2 separate regions of the Mus musculus genome follow, and region 2 is linked to region 1. A link is a contact called in public capture Hi-C data. All regions are on one chromosome and are shown on one strand. The core of a region is the stretch at or near the end of the contact, and the rest is flanking DNA. Distances in the headings are between cores, read along the strand shown. Region 1 overlaps Gli3 (GLI-Kruppel family member GLI3). Region 2 overlaps Gli3 (GLI-Kruppel family member GLI3).

Evidence for each region. Capture Hi-C pulls out chosen DNA fragments and counts their contacts.
Region 2: a contact with region 1 is called in a capture Hi-C map of embryonic trunk, with 4 times the contacts expected there. The contact joins two enhancer-like sites. A contact is called at or near these places in 6 of 484 Hi-C or Micro-C datasets (the MC3T3-E1 cell line, embryonic fibroblasts, embryonic stem cells and 3 more), 3 of 115 datasets of contacts at active chromatin or transcription factors (embryonic basal ganglia, embryonic forebrain and embryonic midbrain) and 3 of 9 other capture datasets (embryonic stem cells, embryonic tail and embryonic trunk).

Annotation. Positions count from the first base shown.
Region 1 is chr13:15,482,681-15,490,197 of GRCm38.p6, reverse strand. The region is part of intron 2 of Gli3 (GLI-Kruppel family member GLI3); the gene reads right to left. Among named protein-coding and RNA genes, the nearest start is that of Gm6556, 22 kb to the right of the region's middle. Within about 2 kb of position 2,712, at least 18 of the 459 cell types and tissues checked have an H3K27ac peak or open chromatin away from gene starts, as enhancers often do.
Region 2 is chr13:15,710,527-15,717,880 of GRCm38.p6, reverse strand. Gli3 (GLI-Kruppel family member GLI3) reads right to left here. Exons shown (of 15, transcript NM_008130.3): 11 at 4,233-4,382; 12 at 2,767-2,931. Among named protein-coding and RNA genes, the nearest start is that of 4933412O06Rik, 88 kb to the left of the region's middle. Within about 2 kb of position 2,565, at least 22 of the 459 cell types and tissues checked have an H3K27ac peak or open chromatin away from gene starts, as enhancers often do.

The sequences.
Region 1 (7,517 bases), core at 1,463-3,962:
TTCTTCTAAAGGACTCAAATTCACTTCTCAGTACCCCTGTCAAGTGGCTAAGCTGTATCTCCAGCTCCAGGGAATCTGGTACCCTTTCTGGTCTCCATGACCACTGCATCCACATATACATAGATAGCTACACAAAGACATACACATACCTACACACAGACACACACATACACACACCTAGACACAGGGACACATATATACATACAGACATACCCACAGGCACACACTTACGCATACCTGCACACCAGCACACACATACATATACCTACACACAGGCACACACATACATATACCTATACACAGGCACACACATACACATACCTATATAAGAGGCACAAACATACATATAATTTTAAAACAATAAAAATAAATCTTAAAAAGCACAGAAGTACCATTTCCTGCTAAACCAAGGAGTCCCAATGAGAACAAGCAATAGATGCTCTTAGTAATTTCTCTGCTATACCACTGCACATCTCCTGACCCAGAGTGCACAGCCTCTTTAACACTGCATTTGTCCAATATTCAACCAGTAACTATGTTGATGTGTATATGAATGGAGACAGACAAGAGAAAGAGTGATCATGGATGGATAGACAGGCAGATACATTTATATAAATTTATACACATCTTTTTCACTTTGAATTCCTCCCATCTACTTTATGGGTCAAACTAATGGACATTCTGACTTTGTGTAAAATACATCAAAGAAAATGCTTTAAATTTATGTGAAAAAGTTTCCTATTAAGATGGTAGCTATTTTTTTTTAAGCTTGATTCCTTTTAATTGTGGAAAAAAGCCCAAGGCTTTGTCAAGGACATATGTTTTCTATAAATCAAAACATAAATAAATATAAGATTATTTCACTGGGCATGCATATGGTTTTTGCTAAGTAAACTCTATTTATAAAACACCATTAGCCTATACAGGAACTGCTGTCAAAGTTTATAGGAAAGAATTTATTTATTTATTTATTTATTTATTCATTTATTTTGCTTTCTGTGTATGAGTGTTTTGCCTGCATGTATGCATGTATACCACATGCATGCCCATGAAAGTCAGAATAGGGTACCAGGTCTCCTGGAATGGAATTACAGATATCTGTGAGCCACCACATGTGTACCTCAGGAACCTAACGAGTCCTCTACAAGAGCAGTGAGTGCTCTTAATGCTGAGCCATTGCTGCAGCCCCAGGAAACCAATTTTCTACTGTTCTAAAATGTGCCAGGATTTGAAAACAATCCTAGGCATATTAGTTTGGGATTATTTGGTTTTTGTTTTTGATTTTTAGTGAGATTTGGCTTTAAACTTAATATGAAATGGGCCACGATCTATCTTCTGGTTCCTGGATGCTTGGAAGACATCTTTAACTGAAGAGTACAGACCTATTTTACCAGGAAGTATTTTACATTGTTGAAAGTCCCACTACTTTATGCCACTGTTCTATTCCTAAAATGTTCTTTTGATGTATAGGCAAAGATCTAAACCCAGGATTTTATCACCGCTGGTTGAGTAAAAGCTATGCCACCAAAAGGAGGCTCACGGAAGCATAGCAGGTTCAGATCTAAGGGGCACATCATTTTCTCTCCCATGCTCATTTTCACTCTCTGTTCTCCTCACACACAAAACACACTTTTCAACCCGGTTCAGAACTAAAAGTTTTCTGATTTAAAACAAAACAAAACAAAACAAAACAAAAAAACCAAACAAACAAAAAAAAAAACTTTGTTATAAGCAAGCATGTACCAAAAATCCTTGACAACCTACAACCAACCATGGAAGGCAGCAGAAATAATAGTGAACATTCTCCATTCTCATTTCCCTCTTCTTTCTTAGGGCTCAGTGCTTTCCAAAATAGCCCCTTCCCCTACCCTTTCAGTCTCTGCTGTAGGTAGAGCTAAGCCAGTGACTACAGTGCAGTTGTGAGCAGTTCCACTGAGACCTCTCTCTCACCCCATGCTCCCTCCCACACTGTACAGGGCTCCTCTCAGCATCAAATGCGTCTAGTTTTACTTGTAAAGATATAGTCACACAAAGAAAGAAGCTAACCTCTCAAAAGGCAAAGGGGAAATGTTAGGCAGTTCCCACAAAAATAACTCAGAGGACTTTAAATTCTGCATATGAAATACTTAAATTTCAAAATCAATAAAACATTTAAATCTTAACGTGCACCTATCTATATACAACTAAACTGGTTTAGAGACAAGGTCTTCATTCCCAAATGGCTTCCAATTGCACACAGAATTCCAAGTTCCTTGCACCAATTCACAGACATACTATTTATTAACGGTATAATTTAAAAAATGATGCTTATAAAATGTGGTCATCGTTTCCATAGGCTTAAGCACACTGGCAGGGCCACAGGTGTAGCAGCGTGGTCCACTTTAACAATTTTGCTGGTTAAATGCTAATAATCCCAAGTAAGCCTAGTTGTAGACACAAGTGAATTTGAAATTCTCAGAAAATGCCGAAGTCTCTGGAACTTCTGGTCCTAATCAATCACTGGAGATCAGTGACATCATTGATGCCTTTGATCACAGATCCTCTTTCAAGCTGGGATGGGCTGCATTGATCCTTGCTGGCACAGAGAAAGGAGAAACACCTAGGAGTGAAACCCACTGTGAAACCTAAGAAATCACCAGCATCCCCTCCCCTCCTTCGGGACAGGGGGAGAGGACATTCCAGGGCTGCCCAACCCCAAACAATAGAGCGCGCTCATTAAAGCCAAGCCTAATTCCCTCTGACTAGGACTCTCAGAACGTTTTCAGAGAGGAAGAGGTGATAAGCCACTTTTCTTTCAAAGAGCCTAGGTTATGAACCCTTGAGCTTCATCGTCTTAACCTACGGAGGACCATCCCTCAAGCTCTTCTGTGGAGGAGGTGTCCTGGGGAAACGTGTTTTGCCATTTTTCCCATCTCAAAGCACTCGTTATATAATAAGAACTTCCATGTCTACTTAAATATTTTATTTCAGGAAAACAGTACTATTTTTTCAAATCAATTTTGTTCTATCTCAATTTTTTTACTTAATGAATTGTTTAATAATTCTCTATGAGTCAAAAAGAAAAGTCTTAGATACAGTGTTGGTTTATACAACGCTCTCTACTTGAGCTGCTATCTGAATGCCCTCATCCAAAATGCTTACTGAGGAGATGAAAACTAACTGCTCCTTCGTCCGTGGAGCCCACTGATGTTTGTTCCTCTCCCACCCTTGTTTGTAATGCAGTCTAATTGAGCTTCAGAGATGCTAGTGGGATGTAGTTTATTAACTCCCTCATCAGTGATCAATGATTTCATTAATAAGACCGATAACAAAACTGTCATATCATCACCACTGTTATGAAAGATGAGCCTAGCTTCCTGCTCCATTTTCCAAGGTCTAGGGTTCTCTGTGGCAGCTCTGAGTCCATTCAATATTTTCCAACGACAGAGAAAAGTGAAAATCCATTTTGAAACCAATTTCAATTAGGATCCAGAAGCTGTTATCACAGATGTCGCAGAATGGGCCCGTAAGTGGAAATGTCGCCTATCCATTCTGAAATGAAACCTTATCAGGAGCTACAAAGATGGCTGGGGACAGCCTATCTGTAAATTACTTTTCGTCCTGTGTTAACTCAGCCTTAGCTCTGTCACATGGAATTCTTTCTATCCACTAGTAATAATCTAGTGACTAAGTAGACACAGCACCCCGACAAAGTCGGGCAGGGCTGCCCTCTTAAACATGGGTACAAATGCACACACACTTAGGCCCGCAGGCCTGCGAAACAATAGGCATGCTTTCATTGGTAGAATTCAAAGTTTATTATGGGAAATAAAAGAGGCCCATCTCCACCCATTGCATTCCTAGTGATTTTTCAATTGCAAACTCCAAGGCTCCGTTATTTCATTAATGCAGCACCCAAGTCAGGAGGCTTTTCTCTGGCATCTCACAGTCTCCTTTTAGCAAATTATCCCATGACGGCGGATTTATTCAGTCAAAGACCTCGGACTTTGAGAGGCAACAAAAGAATCAAGAGACTTTCTGGTCCACCTGCCTGGCGGATGATGAGGCAGGGGAAAGTCTCCCCCAGAGAAACCAATCAAACCATTGTGTGGCACAGTCAGACCTTTTCAGCTGTCAAGCTGGAGAGCTGAGAGAGATGAAAAGAACAGGGATGGAGCTACCATTTACAGAACCATGTGGGAATGGTCTCCGAAGATTTCATAATTAGGATGGAACTCAACTTTCTACAGCTGAAGGGGAAAAAGAAGAAAGAAGAGAGAAACCAAGAAGAGGAAAAAGCCAAAGACAGGGGGGATGCAGGAGAGGGAAAAAATTGCAGGCTAAGGGATAACTTTATATCAAAATCTACCTACCTGAGATGAAGTCCTATCTATAAAAGCAAAGGAAAAAAAGAAGAAGCTTCCAGAAATAAAGGAGTGGTGGGGGCAGGAAGAAGGAGGGGGGACAGATTAGTCTTCTGACTTAGCAAAGACTTCTCTATTTTATTCCTCTGGGTTGTAGCTGTGCTAAATATTAAGATTCTAATTTTCTCGTGCAAATAACTCACAGTATCAAAAACAACTACAAAAAGTCCTTATCAATATGGCTACCAGTAGTTTTCAACATAAAATGCAATTTTAAATTAGTCCAAAATACACCTTGTCTGTATTCTCAAAAAAAAAAAAAAAAAAGAATCAAGCTCACAGAACCTAGGTAGTGTGTTTTGTAACAGTTTTCAATAACTTCTTAGGTCTGTAAGAACTAAATGTAAAAAAAAAAAAAAAAAATAGGAAGAATAAACTTTACACACAGGCCTAGAAGACAGGCTCTATAAAAAAATGTAAAAGATAATCTCCAAGAACAGTTTCTACCCTTCCTAGCACTGCCAGTGACTCCACCAATGCATTAACTAGGAAGCTAACTTTAAAGTCCAAATATGTGTTCAAATTTAAAAGAGGGGACACTACTCTGCCTTGACCATGGTCATGGTTAAACTACCTGCATCTGTCCAAAGTCACAGAAATGATCACCACGAGGAGTTATTTTTACCACATAAGAATAGAGGGAAGACGGGTAAGCAGAAGCAGGTGTGTTGGAAGTGCATCTGGGTACATACTGTGGTTGTGTAGCACCAGCCTGCCTCCTGCGAGCTTCTAGGAAATGGAACCACCCCTGCCTGGGTGCAGGGTCAGACTACTGGGAGGTAGGAGGTCACTAGCCACCTCCCAGAGGGACGTCTCCCACAAGTGGCCTCCTGCCCCCTTGAGCTTCCACTGTTTGGTGGCTGTTTCTGATTCTGACCAGTGTGTTTCTGGATTATGAAATGCTCACACCACTTGATCACAGCAGTCACAGGCGACCCAGGGACTTTCCGAGAGCAGACACAAGTCATGCTCTTTATTCTACAAGGGTGCCAGAACTAGGCAAGATGGTGGTGTTATCTGCTCTCAATCAATCCGATTGTCTACATGTTGCTTTTCTTTTCTTTTTTTAGAAGAAATTTACGACTGAGATTCAATATTGGGAGCACTTGTTCTTACTGTACGATCTCAGTACAAAATTAGATTCTATCTGAGATTCTCACTGAGGATTTACGAATGAGCATTTCATTCACTAACTATTGAGCAGCATCAGTAACAGCAACTTAAAAAGGCATTCTCTGACCTTGGTTGCCACTATCCACTGGCCTGCTAGTTTAGACCTTGTGGCCACATATCTGGAATGAATGCAGAAAGTACTGGCTGATTCTCAAAATCAGATTAAAATCTATCCATTGCTAGATTACTAACAAATGACACTACATTACTTCATTACTACATTGAAAGGATGGAGATAAAATTTATCAGTGAATTAAATCCTGCCAAATTAAACCTAGTGAATCACTACCAGTGAAATATTTACGTACCCACAGTGGCAGTCAGAAGGTATGTAGCCCTAGCCCAAGATCACATGACATTTTTCCAGCAAGGCTAAAGTTTAAACTTTGGCTTTAAGGTAATTATCACTATTAAGTGTCCTCACGTACATGCCCCCTGTCTCTTCTCTGCACGTCTGGAAGGCCTAGGAAATGACTTCCTAGTCTAATCTCCATATGATAAGGTTGTCTTGGCCATCAACACTGCACTGAGGCAAGCTATGGAGGAGGGTAAGGCAGATAAATGAGGCACTATTTTACCAAAGTTGAATGAAAACTTAAAAGTGTTAAAGAGATGGAGGAAGGATACACACATAGAACATGGGAGTTTTAGGATAGTGATACTATTCTACAGGTACTGCAATGGTGGATACATTGTATGCATTTATCAAAACCTCCTTTTTATGGCTAAGTATATTATCTTTCCTGCAAGCACTCAGGATTGAAACCTCTCAGTCACTTGTGATCCCCTCCCACGCTCATGATCTTGGGAACCCCAATGCAAACTACAGATTTTAGTTAATTCATTATTTCTGACAACACATAATGCAAAATATTAGTAAGGAGAGGAAGGGAAGGAGCCTTCTGCTCAAGGTTTCAATGAGCCTAAAACCATTCTAACATACAAAGTTTATTAATTAAGATATAATTAGTGAAGAAATTAAAATATTAAAGTTATTATGCAGTTTCCAAGAGGATAAAAAAATGCATGGTGAAACTGAGAACACACACTTGCACACTGACAGCCAACACCTGGTGATATCAGCAGAACTCGTGGTCTGTGGAGAACTACATGAACAAAGCAAGAAGCCCTTGCACTTAATCAATGAGCAGATCAGAGTCAGGCTGCTGTCAGATTTTAGAAGATAGCTACACATTAAGTCAATGGCCCTGAGCTTCATCCTGTAGTCACTTCACCCTATGAGTCACTGACGATTACAGAACAGGGACTTCACAGCAAGAATCACAACACTGCTCATCCAACAGGAGCATGCAGAGCATGAGAAGTCCAAGGGAGTGGACAGAAGGCCACTCTGAACCGTCATGGCATGGGACAGTAAGGATGGAAGGGACGTAGTGTAGTGTAGTGGGTTGCAGGGAAATGGGTGATTGAGCAGAGGGAAATCTAGCAGGATCAGGGGCCTGGAAGGGGGTCAGAGGGTGACAGCAAGGCTTCCAGCCTGGACAGTATAGCTAACTAATATGGAAAGCAGAGTAGCTCAGGGATAAGTAGTCTTGGAGCCCAAGACGGAGTTGCTATGAGAAGATTACTCGTCACCATTTAGTTAGGTTTAAAGAAAAAGTTCTTCAAGTAGAATAAATAGAATGTCATTAATACGGTGCAAGCCACAGTGCAAGCTGGCATGGCATTCAGAGAGGGGTGTCTCACCCCTGCAAACAATGAGGAGGGGTGAACACACGCAAGCTACTTCCAATGCAACGCGTAGGAAGAATAGCCAGGTTTCAAGAGTTAAGAAATCTACATGAATCTTCTTTAAACTATGTTCTCACAGAACCATTATCTGTACTCCTTTCTGAGTTAGGGGACTTTCGGAAAGAGGGCAAAAAGCTTTGCTCCTTTGTTACTTTGTTCTTTTATCCATCCTTCCTCAAGATGAGCAGG
Region 2 (7,354 bases), core at 1,316-3,815, 230 kb before region 1:
CAGACAGAGGAATAAGTTCTTTTTCCACAGCCTACACTAGCTGTGAATTCTCTCACATCAGCCACCCAGGTGCTGGGATTACAGCATTGAGCTACTATTCCCAGATAAATTTTATTTTTCACTGAACATCAAATGAGTACTACTATATGCAAGACTCCTGCACACAAAGATGTGTAACCTCAATAAAAAGATCATTTATGTAATCCCTTATATTTTGTATGCAGAATCTTCTTTTCTGGTAGGAAAAATGAGACCATGTAATCATTTATAGTATAAAGTATGAATCCCAAAGATGTAGACAACTGAGGACTCCTTTTTTGGTTGGGATAATCCTGGGAGGTGTGTCAGTTAATAAAATCTGCGCTTAACTTCCATCTCACGTGTACATAAGATGCTTATAACCACACATGACCCATATAGTAAACACTTGCTCAATGGAGCATTTCTTATGAGGAAGCACTTCAGCTAGGTAGCGAAAACAAAGAATGAGATTCTGTGGAATAAAAGCAATTAACAAGATGATGCCAAAAATGAAGGGTCCCTAGAAAAGATCCTGCTCATGAGTGGTCCGGAGCATGGGCATAAATGTGGCTCCAGGAGGAATACAAACTGTATGATCTAGAATGGGGAGTCCTTTCAGAGGTCACTGCTATACAGCCCAAGGGCCCTGAAAGATCATGAACAAAGTCATAGACAGAGAAATGCCACGACAGCTTTTCTGTTATGTAAGAGACCTGCTGTCTGGATCTACCCTGCTGAATTCTTAGCTCTACCTAACATAGCAAAAAGTCTTCACAGTCATAAATAAGACAATAAATAAACGCAAGTGCGTATCAGGATTTATTTAAGATGGGCTAACTTGCCTACAAGAACCTGGATTTCCAGGACAGGCCTATCTTCTGTATATGTGAAACTGTGCCAGCTTCTATACTCAAAACCTAAGAGTCTCATACATGTTATAGAGAAAAATGACTTGAATGTGAGTGAATCTTAATTAAGTGCTATTATCAAGGTAACCCATTTAAATAAGTTCCTCATTCCTGGTAATAACATTATTGCCCAAGTCATCTTCTAGTTTCCTGAGATGTTCAATTCTCATATAATCCTGTATTTCTTAATCTCATCAAAGAAAAAATAAATAACTAGACCATACCTAAAATAAGCAGATGTCTGTACATGTTTTAAATTCATAAAAAATGAAAATCTATGTATTTGTGCATCCCTGTCTCAATATATTCACTGACCAAATTTCTCTACAGCAGGAGAGGTTGGCCTAAACTTTACAAAAGGAATGAATGCCTTCTTTTACTTAAGTATATGAAAGATAGCTAAATTTAATTACTATGTTAATTGAAATTCCAAGCAGAGGTTTTCAACTCTATGAATTGAAACTGAGGTTGAAAAAAAAAAAAAAAAAAAACGAACTGAGGACATTCTTCATGTTGTGTAATAAACTAGAATATTCTAGCACTCCAAAATCAGCAGCCTGCTATTTCCTTGGCCTTAAGTGTTAACAAATACCAATCTATTTTGTCTCCATGGATTTGCCCATTCTAGACTCCCTAAAATGTTCCGGTGGCTATTATATACAGAAAAAGCTTTTAACATTATAATAAAAAATGAAATTTGTCTTCCTAGGTCATTAACAGGAGATTCAAAATGACCTGTCCTTTCTTATCATACCATGACCTTTCGAAAGAGCTGGGGTCTGTGGACCTGGGTCTGTGGACCTGCAACTGTTGAGTTTCAAGTATTTTAGACAGTGTAGATGATCTCATTAAAGGTCATTTTAATCTGTTTTATTCTATCACCACACTATTCCCCCTACCTCTGCTTAAAGCCAAATGGCTCCTGAGCAAAGTGCCTCACTTGGTTTAGATATTGCAAGGCTGTAAGAGTAGCCTACAACTGATGATGTCATAATGGCCACTCTGAAGTTGCACACATGCAAATTTCTCCATTTGCAACAATGTTTCAAATCAAGCAAGGACACATGTGGCCGGCCTGAACTACAATCTCATTTCTATCCAAAATGAGGGAGCTTTATTAGGCTTGGTATATTCAAGGGAGTTTACAGAGGAGCCAATATTCATCTACAGCTCCCAAGAAGAAGTTCTACGCTTTTAGTCAGATATGCATCAAAGCCTAGCTAATGCAAATCTGTAACCATTTTTATACTTATCAGTAGTCTGGGGACAAATGTCTTAAAAATAATGGCAATACAACACAAACCACTATGATAACAGACTTAAATATTAACTGGGCTTCTAAGAATATCTTCCAAGGTCCTCTGGAATTTAGATCTCTATAAACTGTTTTTAAGCTGTTTGCTTGATGAAAATAATTTTAGATATCATGCATGTGATGAAACTGCTCTCTCCTCGAAAACAAATACAATTGGATGCTTTTAGGAGTGAGCTGTCTGTCACCTGCCACTGTGATGATTCTGAATGTCTTGAAACAGTACCAGGTCTTACTTTGTGTGGGACCATGCTATTAGAGCAGGCAGCCTGAACACTAAATTAAATGCTACTACTGTCTAGCCAGTAGATGGCAGGTCCGAGCAACAGGAAACTAAGTTCAGCAAGGGTTTTTATAGAATTTCTTCTTCGTCTGCATTACTCTCTAAACAGGGTTCATCCTTGAGGCCTCAAACCTTCATCTGCAGACGTGCAGGGCCTCAGAGCCCACTCACAGTTGAACAACCCAGAGAAAATAAAACAGAACACATCTACTGTACCAGATATATGCCACATGGAAGCTTACCTCATTGGAATGTGTTCTGTTTTGGTGCTTGGCCCGATCTGAAGCATTAGAGAAAGCCTTGTTGCAGCCCTCATGCTCACAGACGTATGGCTTCTCTCCAGTGTGAGATCTCAAGTGGGTTTTCAGGTTTTCGAGTCTTGAGTAGGCTTTTGTGCAACCTTCAAACTGAGGACAACAGGTAAATCTGGACCACTCTACACAATAGCAGCTGCAGCTTGTGTTCAGCCCCCTCTCCAAGTGGATAAAAACTTGACCTTTTAAGGGTCAGCAGCTTTTCAAAACCATGGAACAAAAACCCCACTAAACTCTGCATTTATTGGGATTCAGATGTGGCTTGGGGCAGCTGAAGACAAAGCGTTGTCAGTGCCTGTAAAACTCCCGAAGGCTTTTTTCCCCTCCTATTTTTTTTTTTTTAATAGACAGCTCAATGTGGACAATGAATTTCATTATCTGTTCATTGATCTCCTCCAATTCCCACTGATTTCAGATTCAGCACAAAGTTCATTAATATGGCTTTGTGTCCATACAAAGGCATGGAATTTGATCATGTTTATAAAGGCCCTTTAAGATGTAAAGTACCGGGGGCTGTGCAGCACTCAGAGCAACTCTAGAGAGAACTTAGTCTCACTGCAGCCCCAGCCTACTCCAGGGGCTTCTACGCACTGTAGCGACTGAGCAAGGATCGAGGAGACAGAACAACAGGCAGATGAATATGCCTTGCCAAAAGGCTTGGGCTCTTTTTAGATTTCAGAATTTACACAAGTAATATTTGAGACATAATGAAGACACAAGTCCATTTATGCTTCATACCATGTGCACACTAATAGTAATGTTATACAGCAGTTTTAATGCACGTGTGTTGTGAGCACAGTGGTTGTAAAGGTTATGAACAAGGCTTTCTAACTGGTACATTATGTCAGCACCCAGAGCCTTGTGCATGGTAGCTAAATGCTCTGATATGAACTACATCTGAAGCCCAGTGTGTTGAATTTTGTTTTTCATAAAGAATGCTCAACTTAGGGCCTGTAAGATGGGTCAGTGTACAAGCTGTGTAAACTTGACCACTAGAGTTTGATACCTGTAACACACCTAAAGGGGCAATAGAGAATCAACTCCATAAAATTATCCTCTGACCACTACATGCACAAATAAAAAAATTAAACTGAAAAATAAATCAACTCTGTGGTTTGTCCTGCAGTGTGCTGACCTGTGGGAATATGGCAGACACAGAAGGCATGGGCTCGTGGAGCCAGTCACCTATGCCTGCCTGTCACTCTGCAGAGATGGCCTGTTTAAAGCTCAGCACTAAGGTACTCTACAAACAATGCTCTGTCTCTCTTCTCACTACCCTTTCAGATCCTGGGGTCAAGAGCATGCAAACCCCTTGAGAACAGGAAAGGCCTAGAGAGCAAAGTGTCACACTCGCCCGTGTGAGGGGACACTGAGGCTGTCAGGTATGCACTTACTGTACATTTGTGAGGCTTCTCCCCAGTGTGTCTTCTCATATGCACTACCAACATGTACTGGGCTTTGAACGGTTTCTGCTCTCGTGAACAATCAAGCCAGCGGCACACGAACTCCTTCTTTTCTCCATGAATGTGGTCATTATTGATATGCTGGGGTTGAGGAAAAGAGAAATAAAATTAAAATGTGTTAGCCATATCTCAGAGAAACAAAAGGAAGTGAAAATGCTCAAATTTGAGCTTTGAAGATTATACAAATAACTTCACTACATCACAGATTTTTAAACATTCGAGTATATACATTTCTAAGTACATTTACTGTTGGTAACTGCCTGAAGCCAGCACGGGAACCATGATTGGGAGCAGGCTTGGCATCCAGAAAGGAATACTTGACCCTGAAATCTGAAGAACACTGGGAGTACATGGGATATGGGGGTGGGGGAGGGTTGGACAGAACACACATGTACCCATGACTTTATAACAAAACTCAAGAAAATGCAACTTTGGTTTAGATTTGGGACAACATCTTCTTGAATAATAACCCCAGAGAACTATGTGTTAAGAAAGAGAATCTGCCATCATTTCCATCAAGATTTCGAATTCTATTAGTAGGTAAAATTTTTTTCTCTGATTATTTTAAGTGTATTACTGCTTTGCTTGCACATGGTGCCTGGTGTCTGTGAAGGTCAGAATGGAAAATCAGGCCCCTAGTACCTGTTATGGACTGTTGTGAGCTGCCATGGTTGCTGGGAACCAAAGAATCTGGGTCCTCTGCTTTGCAACAAGTCTCTTAACCACTAACCCAGAGCTTCTTCATCTTACTGATGCTGCGACCCTTTAATACAGTTCCTCGTGTTGTAGTGACTCCAACCATACAATTATTTTTGTTGTTACTTAAGTGTAATATTGATACTGTTATGAATGACAATGTAAAGATCTGTGTTTTCCTTTAGACTCAGACAACACCTGTGAAAGGGTCACTCAGCCTGAAAGAGGTCATCATCACCTACAGGTTGTGAAACACTGCATTAAGCCATCTCTTCACACCCAGGCAATTTTAAAAATAAATAAATAAATAATGAATGAATAAATAAAATGGAGGTAAATTTCTCCAAATTCCTCACCAATTCAAGGCTTTGGGGTTAGTTACATCTACATCTTTGGAAGGACACGTGAAGTGCCTTCCAAGAGGATGCATGAAAAACCTACAGTAATACCTGAGGAAGAGCAAGGGAGCTCCCCAGATAAAACTACAGTGGACGGACGTGTCTTTATTGCCAGTGGTACGAGTCTGCAGTGCAGTATTGAGAGCCTGAGTAAGGAACACTGCCAACTGAAAACTAGACCAGACTTCACACTGAGCCCCTTTCTCAAATACCAAATCCAACTGAGTCCATCTCCAGTAAGATTAGTACACTACTTAAATGTCCAATTCTAGACTACAAGGGAAAATTTTGTCCTGTTTTTTTTGTTTTTAATTCTCTGGCCAAGTTATGCTTTATTTGGCTTATTTTAAGGCTACCAGCTATACTTTTTCAAATATACAGATATGTATCTTTTAAAAGTCATCCGGTAATTAAAGTTTTCTTGAGTTCTGTTGCAGTAATGACACAGCATTTGATATGTGCCTGTGAACACTCTAGCTTAGAGACCTAGTGGGAATTTTCTGCTACCAGAACAGGCTTTCTTGATTATTCATCTAGGTGGCTGATTGCCTGAGGATAAACATTTTGCATGAAAAAATAGTTTTCTTTATTGTTTCTAGAAGTAAAAGCTGGATAAAGGCAGAGAAAAAAAAAAGTCATTACTCTCCGCTCTTTGAACGGCAATCAGAATGTCTGATGAACTGCAAAGTAGCAGCATGTAACAGCACACACAGAGACAATCTTATCATGTGGGACTACAGGCAGCAGAACACAGTGACAGCAGAACTGGTCTCCTCCTGAACTTCCTATCCTAAGTCAGCTGTCATAGGAAGCAGTATCTTAGATATCACAATAGTGCACATAATCCACAAAGAGAACAGATGTGCACCACAGGGAACTTAGTGCTGCAATGTGTAGTCTTAGTCAACCACCATGCTTGCGCACTGCCCTGGATGGTCCCAAAGAGAGTCTGCAGATACAACTCTCTCTGACAGAAAAATAGATGAGTACATTGGACCATCCCATAAAGTTGCTATTCTTTCAGTTTTTCTATGATTGGAAATTAACAAATTGGTCCTTGTCCTAAAACACTTGGAAAGAAGATGGGGGACAAGGGAGGAAGGAGGAAAAATGGAGGGAGGAGGATGAAATACAGAGAAAGGAAGAAGCAGAGATTATAATTGGAAATCGCAATTCTATTTGTGCTGTACAGTCCCCAAAGTTTCACATACTCATCCACGGACTGTATCCCAATGCCTAGCAGTTACATAGTATCTGTTGGGTCCATCTGATCTACCATGCTATGGGAATAGTGCCAGCAAAAGACACCCTGAACACTTGTTTATCTTAATACAACTTTGCTTTACCTGGTATTTAATGTACAGCATTTCGTTACTATAAAATTACTCTCAAGAATTCACAAAAGCTTTTAAAGATATCTAGGCATGGCCCACTCTTTCCCTGGGGGAGCAAAGGGATACAAAGATGGCAACAGTTCTCTCCTCTTCATGCCTTCAGGATGGTGTGTGGTAAGCCTTTTGCACTAGGCCCAGCAACAACAGGGAGTGAGGCAGACATAATTTCTGCCCTAAGGAAATTACAGACTCCTGGAGAAAAACGGATAATAACTTAAATTGCTGCATAATTACAGTTGTGATAAGCATTATGAAGGGAAATAATGGGTTTCATAAAAGCATGTAACAGGGGCCCAAGATCAGTGTGGTACATCAGGAATCAGGGGTCGGTACAAATGAAACTACATTGAAAGCAGAACCTGAAAGCTGAATGAAGCCCCACCAGGTGTGAGGTCAGGCTGAGAGTGGAGAAAAGGGGAGACTATGGCAGACACAAGATAGAGAAGCACTCACTGAAAGTCAGATCTTGGTGCCTTTGAGGATAGTGGTGACACCCACAGACAGCAAGAAAGAACTCGCCAGGCAGACCTGGCAGGCTACAGGCAGTGTTGCTGTTTGGCATGGT